Regions from separate parts of the Mus musculus genome. Here region 2 is linked to region 1. A link is a contact called in public HiChIP or PLAC-seq data. All regions are on one chromosome and are shown on one strand. Each heading gives the region's core, a stretch centred on a gene start, on an enhancer-like site or on the middle of the called end of the contact. The rest is flanking DNA. Distances are from core to core; before and after follow the strand shown. Region 1 overlaps A730004F24Rik (RIKEN cDNA A730004F24 gene). Region 2 holds the start of Tgfb2 (transforming growth factor, beta 2).

Region 1 (3,342 bases), core at 552-3,051:
AGGACCCAGGTTCAATCCCCAGGACCCAGCTCACATCTGTCTGTAACTGCAGTTTGAGGTGACCTAACTTCCTCAGACACCAGGCATGGATGTGGTCCATATACATGCATGCAGGCAAAGCACTTATAGATACACACATATAAAGTAAAAGTAAATAATAATTTAAAAATAATAAAAGTTCTCTAGGTCAGCATGATAGCTCAGCAGGTAAAGGTGCTTGCTGTGAAACCTGATGACTTGAACTCAACCCCAAGTCTCTCACATGGTAGAAGCAGAAAACTGACTCTCAGGTTGTCTTTTGATTCCACATACCGGCCCCAGCACAGAGGTAATCACACATACAGACACCACATGCAGCCATAGCACAGAGGCACTCAGACACAAAAACAAACACACAGAGATGTTTGATGCTAAACTCATGGCTTAAGTCATTCAGGGCCATGAAAGCAAAGCTCTCCTCAGGGCTGGAGAGCTGGCTCACAGGTTAAGAGCATCTGCTGCTGGTCTTCCAGAGGATCCGGGTTTAATTTCCAGCATCCATATGGTGGCTCACGACCACCTGTAACTCCAGTTCCAAGGGATCTGGTGCCCTCTTCTGGCCCTTCTGGCCTCTATGGACATCAGGTATGCATGCAGTACACAGACAGACATACAAACAAAACAACACCCACATACATAAATTAAACATAATATATATTTTTAAACGCCTCCTGGGACTGTCTAGTTTCCTAACCGCCACCCTCCCTCCCGAAACCCCCCACTCTGCTCCACCCCTCACCCCTCACACCTACTGTTCCTATGACAACAATATCAAAGCCCATGCACTCCCAGCAAGCCCTCAACCACTGAGTGTGATTCCAAACTCAGGACTACGTCATTCGGGTTCTTCTAGTAGTTGTGCCTTGGAGTTATTTTATTCATAAAATTGTAATATAACTTTGATAAGAATGATATCACCAACAAAAAAATTAATTTAGAAAACACAATTCTTTGTGATAGTCACCATCCCACAGAGAAATATAATATACCTTGGTGTTGTTTCAGATCAACCTTTATAAAGCTCTGAAAATTGAGAATTTTCTTCCTAGGAGTCTGGTTTATTTATTGATATAACTACTCATACAGATTGATATTACTTTGTTTTATTGGTTTGATTTATTCTTTTTTCCCCTTAAGTTGATTTACTCTCTCTCTCTCTCTCTCTCTCTCTCTCTCTCTCTCTCTCTCTCTCTCTCTCTCTTTCTCTCTCTCTCTCTCCCCCTCCCTCTCTCTCCCTGGATTGGCAGCATTCACCGTTACCAATGAAACATCTCTCTAGCCCTGGTTTGGTTTATTTTTTCGTTGTTGTTTTTTGGTTTTTATTTTTATATAAATGATATTTTCCAGTATAGTGCATGGCTGTTGACCATACATGAAACCATCAATATTTATAACTATCATGTATCTCTGATGAGCTCTTAGGAACCTAATAGGTTTGGTTTTTTTTTTTTAATTAATTCTCTTGGAGTGGTAGCATGTGAAGTCAAGTTGTCTCCCAGGCTCCATGCTTCATCATCTGCAGTGAGAAAGCACCCAATTATTGTCTTATTGATTAGTGCTCTGCATAGCACTGGAGTGTTCTGAAGATAATTAAGACTCACACTTACTTTAAATAGCCAAAGAACTGTCATGTGATTCCCCCATCTGAACTGTGTGGGTGATGGAATGCATATGCAGCCCCCAGCAATGCAGCTTCCTGCATAGACATAGACACAGCCGCATAGCAAGGCCTTCAAGGGCACTTCCTTCACACAAATGGCCAGGGCAGCTGGAGATCATTTTCATGCAAATCTTCAAGAGCTTTGGTATTCCTAGTCCACTTTGTGCAGGCATTAGAAGAATGAAAATGAAGGTTGAACCGACCTTCATGAGTTCTTCCTTCTGACTGACATCCATTTGCATGTGCTTGTCTAGAACCAATTCATTACTTGCCCTAGTCAAACATAATTAGAACAGACTAACTGGAAAGGATGCCCACTGTCTCCAAGGACCAAGCACATCTACCTTAAACACCCAGTGCTGTAGAGAAAAGAGCTCTTTTCCCCTGAGGTTAGTCTGACACAGTGGTGATGGGCTTGGGCCGCTCCAGATGGGAAAACTGAGATGTTTCATTTAATATTGATGTGCTTTTAGACAATATCCTCCTATTGTTAACATTGGGTCCATGTTACACACTAGAAAGCTTTATGGCTCTGTCATATGAATGTGTGCTGTTTAAGGGAATAGCTTAAATACTTGGCTTTATGGTGGTCTCAAGGATAACTTTGCAGCCCTAAGGGCTGAGCCTCTTCCTCAAGATTCAACATGGTCTCTAGAGCCTTAGGATTCAAATCTCCGTTTCTGGGATCTTAGAGGGGGTTGCGGTGGAGATAAGAGTGAGAGTTGGTGTAATTAAAAGTGAAGTAGAGCAGGAATATTATTTAGGTCAAGTTCTCTGAAACTGCCACCCAATCCTTCCAGCTACATCCATTGACCAAAGCCCAGCCCCACCACACTGTAATGGCTTGAACCTGAAATGTCCACTATAGACTCATGGTTTTGACACTTAATTCTTGGCTGGTGGTGGTATTTGAGATGGTCAAGAAACTTTGATTTTCCGTATCTAGTCAGAGGAGGTTAGTCAGTGAAGGTGGGTTCCTGGGAGTGGCCACTTCTCACACTGCTTCCCAGCCATCCAAGATGTATACTAAACTGCCCTATCGTGGCTTCCCCACCAAGATGAACTGAATCCTCCAAAGTTTGAGACAATCAATCTTCCTGTAAGTTGCTACTATTGGGCATTCCATCACAGAAGTGCAAGCAACTCGAGTGTCTTAAGTGCAGAGGACATTGGGAAGAGGAATCCTAGTTAACTGAAAAGCAGATTTCTAATTGAGAAAATCTAAGTCATGGATATGGGTTTACTTTTAAAATGAGCATAATGATAGTGACAATTTCAAAGCTTTTGTAATGGTTAATTGACATTACTAATATCTTACATAGTAGTTGTTTTCATTTCATTTCCAGATAGCATTGCTAAAGTACTCTAACAAAACCAACTTTGAGAAAGAAAGTCTTGGTTGGCCTCACAGTTTCAGGTGACAGTCCATCACAGGGGAGAGTCTAGGCAGGAATTTAAAGCAGCCAGCCACATCATTACATATTTGCTCAGTAGACATAGCTAATCCAGAGCTGAGGGGAAATAAAAGTGGGCAAACCTGCACTCATTGCTTTCTCTACTCTTACACCGCTGTCCATGACCCATGCCCAGAAAATCGAGTTCTTCATGAGCCTGGTGTGACTTCTCCATGTTGTCCAAGCATT
Region 2 (3,342 bases), core at 515-3,014, 200 kb after region 1:
GTTTGCAAGCCTGTGGATCCCTCTCCATCCCACGACTGGAAAGGCAGTGGAAGGGACGAAGGACAGAACGGAAACGAAGCGATCAGGACCCGGGGACTGGGAGAGGAAAGGGCGAACGCCTAAGGCTGCTGTGGATCTGAGGAGCTCCGGGCCAACCTTAGACTCGGGGATGGAAAAGTCGAAAACCACGGAAACTGTACTTACTTTCGGAGGGGAGGTGGGACGGCATGTCGATTTTATAAACCTCCTTGGCGTAGTACTCCTCGTCGCTCCGCTCGCGCTCGCAGGCGGCTGCCCTCCGGCTTGCCTTCTCCTGCAGTAAGTCCCTGGTACTGTTGTAGATGGAAATCACCTCCGGGGGGACCTCATCCGGCTCCGGATAGTCTTCCGGGGGGCTGGTGAGCTTCAGCTTGCTCAGGATCTGCCCGCGGATGGCCTCGATCCTCTTGCGCATAAACTGATCCATGTCGAGGGTGCTGCAGGTAGACAGACTGAGCGCCACCGGGACCAGATGCAGGAGCAAAAAGGTGCTCAGCACACAGTAGTGCATGTTTTTAAAAGGAAGAAACGTTGATGTTGTTATTTAAAGTAAGAAAAAATATATATAAAAAAGAAACTAGTAATTCTCAGAGCGGTCAGGTAGAGTTGTTTTTAATACGAAACTTTTGCAAAGCAGTCGAAAGTTAATGCCCAATAGAAAAACGTCCCTGGCTGGGATTCCTTTAAAAAAGAAAATGCAACGCGTTCCCAACGTGGAGATATTAATATGCGATGCTGGGGCGGGGTGGGGGGGGAATCTCTCACTTTAAGGAGTAAGAAAGGTTTGTTTTTTTTTTCTCCTGGAAGGGAGAGGGTGAGTGGCTCTGAAGTAGAAATAAACTTAAGAGGAAGAAATGGAGTTCAGTGTGTCAGGCTCGGTGCGGAGTGGCTGATCTGAACTCCGATCCTCCGGCCAAAAGGGACGAGACGAGAAGGTCCGGGGGCTGGCAGGAGGCACGCAGGGCCGCGGGGAGCGCTGAGCGGCGGCCGGGGCTGCGCCGGGCTCTAACTGAGAAGTTCAAAGACCGAGCGGCTCGGCCCTGCCTTCCACACGTGTGTGGATGAGTGTGCGTGTGGATGTGTGCGCGTGTGCGCGCGTGCGTGCGCGCGCGCCGAGGGCGAGCCTGGCGAGCCGCGGGGAGGCAGATGCGCCCCGGAGCGGCTCACTCGGAGACTCGGTGGGATACTGTCCGCCCCGGAGATCCACAGAGGCCGGAGCAGGCGGCGAGGATCCCGCTCCTGCCGGCCGCGCTGTGGCCTACACCCGGCTGGGTCGCTCCACGTTGCAGCCGCCGCTGCTGCCTGCAAAGAGGGCCAGCCTCCAGCTCGGTCCTTCAGATCCTCCTTTTCTTGCTCCAGGCGGCCAAGGGCGACAGCGATCGGCCACCTCCTTAACCCCTGTGGAACAACACCGCCTCCTGGGCGCGTTGGCTGCGGGCTGCCCCGGGACTCGCACCCTTCCCTAGCTTCTCCTAGCTTCCACCAAGGTTGCACTTTCTCGCTTAGGGTAAGTAGGTACTTGCGACCCTAAAATAGACCTCTGCCGATCCTTCTCTCCGCAGATGGGTTGCTCCAGAATGGCTCTTTAAACCCTAATACTTCTCTCCATCCCTGACGCCTGCCCCAGAGCTCAGCTCTCAGCGCCTTCTCTCTTTCTCTCCCACTCGCTCTCCTGCCGGCAGTTTCAGCAGCTCTGCTCCGAGCAAACCTGCTGCCAGCAGATAACATCACGATTCTGCCCGGAGCAGAGTTTTATATGTGCTCCCCAAACCACGTGTTTGCCTTCAACAAAGTGACGCGCTAGGATTACAGTCAGAAGTCCTCTGTTACTAAGACCACGAGCTCTGGACCATTGGAGGGGGTGTGGAAAAGGGGGACGGCCAGTAAGGGAGGGCGACTGGCATGAGGAATTTGCAGTAGTCACTGTCTGTGATCACCAAGGGTCTGTGTGTGGAGGGGCAGGCAGCTAAGCATCCCGTTTCTACATGGTGGGGATCACTCATTCGCAGCTTCCCTGAGTCCCTCCTGTGTTGAGTGCGTGCCCATGCATGTACAGGCGTGTACACACACACACACACACACACACACACACACACACACACACACACACACACACACACACTGTGCTCCATGGAGCTCCAGCCCAGCCCTGAAGACATGCCTTCCAATCTGAGACTGCTGACCTAACTCTTGAGTTCTCCGGGATTCCACAGGTTGTTTTTCATTAGCCTGTTTACAATCCAGCCCTGTTTGCCTGTGAACCAGCAGAATACAGAAGTGTCCCTTTCACCCAATGCATGCTCTGTATCACTGCTTTGAATAAAGGAACTGTTGCCTTCTTTATGTGAGCCCCTGCTCATGTGGCTTTCTCCTCAGCCTTCCTAGACAAGGATGACCCACCATCTTCTGCCTGTCGCAGCATTATCTAAGACACCTGGGTTTTAAATGTTTGCTGTCTCCTGTCACACAGTATCATAACTTGACATTTTCTACTTCAACTTGCTCAAACTGGTTGGATAACAGAATCTTTCTTCCCACTGGTCTTTCCCCTTTAGTCAAAGTCAACATTTCAATCTTAGTGATGACTCTGTGGCCACGATGACTACACAGGTTGTTAAAGCTGGAAACTGTTGAGAATTCCCCCAGGTTAAGACCTCAGTATCATTTTCCTAGTTCAAAAGGATCAAACCTTTAGGGATGCATACATGTGTATGTGTGTGTGTGTGTGGGGGGGGTTATATTCTTACTAGAGGGAGCTGTAATGATATGTAATGATATAGCTGGCATACATTATATACAGCAATGAACATTATTATTTGTATTTCACAGACAGGGAGACTGAGGCCATAGGAAGTGAGGTCTGTTGTTGCAGAAAACAGGAAGGGGTGGGTCTGGGTTTTGCAGAGAGAGCCCGCCCACCTCCTGGGTTCTTTCCCACCATGTACTTGGAAGAAGTATAAGGTCCCAGAACATGTGACAAGCAGGGATCCGGGGGTTCCGTAAGTGTGGGAGCTGCAGAATAATCTACTGCCCTCTTACAGAATCAAGACCCCCCCACAGTCATGTTCTATGTTCTAAGATTCCTGCAGAAAACTCTCTCTTGAATTATCATCTCCCCACCCACCTTGAACACAAAATTCTTCTACTCCACTGGCCCTGAGGAACACCCTGGCATGAATGAATTGTTCCAACACGCACCTAAATGATTCTAAAAACCTCCATTATTGGCAGACTTCTTCCTTCAAGGTCAGCCCCAGGCAGACGGGTTCGACCACCACCACCTTACGATTCTCTAAGCTGAAA

The links. HiChIP or PLAC-seq counts read pairs in DNA pulled down with a chosen protein or histone mark.
Region 2: an H3K27ac HiChIP or PLAC-seq map of embryonic stem cells shows a contact between it and region 1, with 9 read pairs. The contact joins the promoter of Tgfb2 here to the enhancer-like site in region 1. A contact is called at or near these places in 5 of 39 promoter capture datasets (the 3T3-L1 cell line, HPC-7-derived erythroid cells, embryonic stem cells and 1 more), 1 of 15 datasets of contacts at CTCF or cohesin (the NIH/3T3 cell line), 28 of 484 Hi-C or Micro-C datasets (the 4T1 cell line, the HL-1 cell line, the N1E-115 cell line and 12 more), 32 of 115 datasets of contacts at active chromatin or transcription factors (the NIH/3T3 cell line, T-cell acute lymphoblastic leukemia, astrocytes and 14 more) and 2 of 9 other capture datasets (adipose tissue and embryonic stem cells).

Annotation. Positions count from the first base shown.
Region 1 is chr1:186,508,915-186,512,256 of GRCm38.p6, forward strand. It overlaps A730004F24Rik (RIKEN cDNA A730004F24 gene), which reads right to left. Exons shown (of 2, transcript NR_131158.1): 2 at 2,924-3,342. Among named protein-coding and RNA genes, the nearest start is that of Gm35426, 24 kb to the left of the region's middle. Within about 2 kb of position 1,802, at least 6 of the 459 cell types and tissues checked have an H3K27ac peak or open chromatin away from gene starts, as enhancers often do. A contact at or near this core is called in embryonic stem cells, where this site is marked.
Region 2 is chr1:186,704,225-186,707,566 of GRCm38.p6, forward strand. Tgfb2 (transforming growth factor, beta 2) reads right to left here and starts at 1,765. Exons shown (of 7, transcript NM_009367.4): 1 at 205-1,765. The coding sequence starts at 550.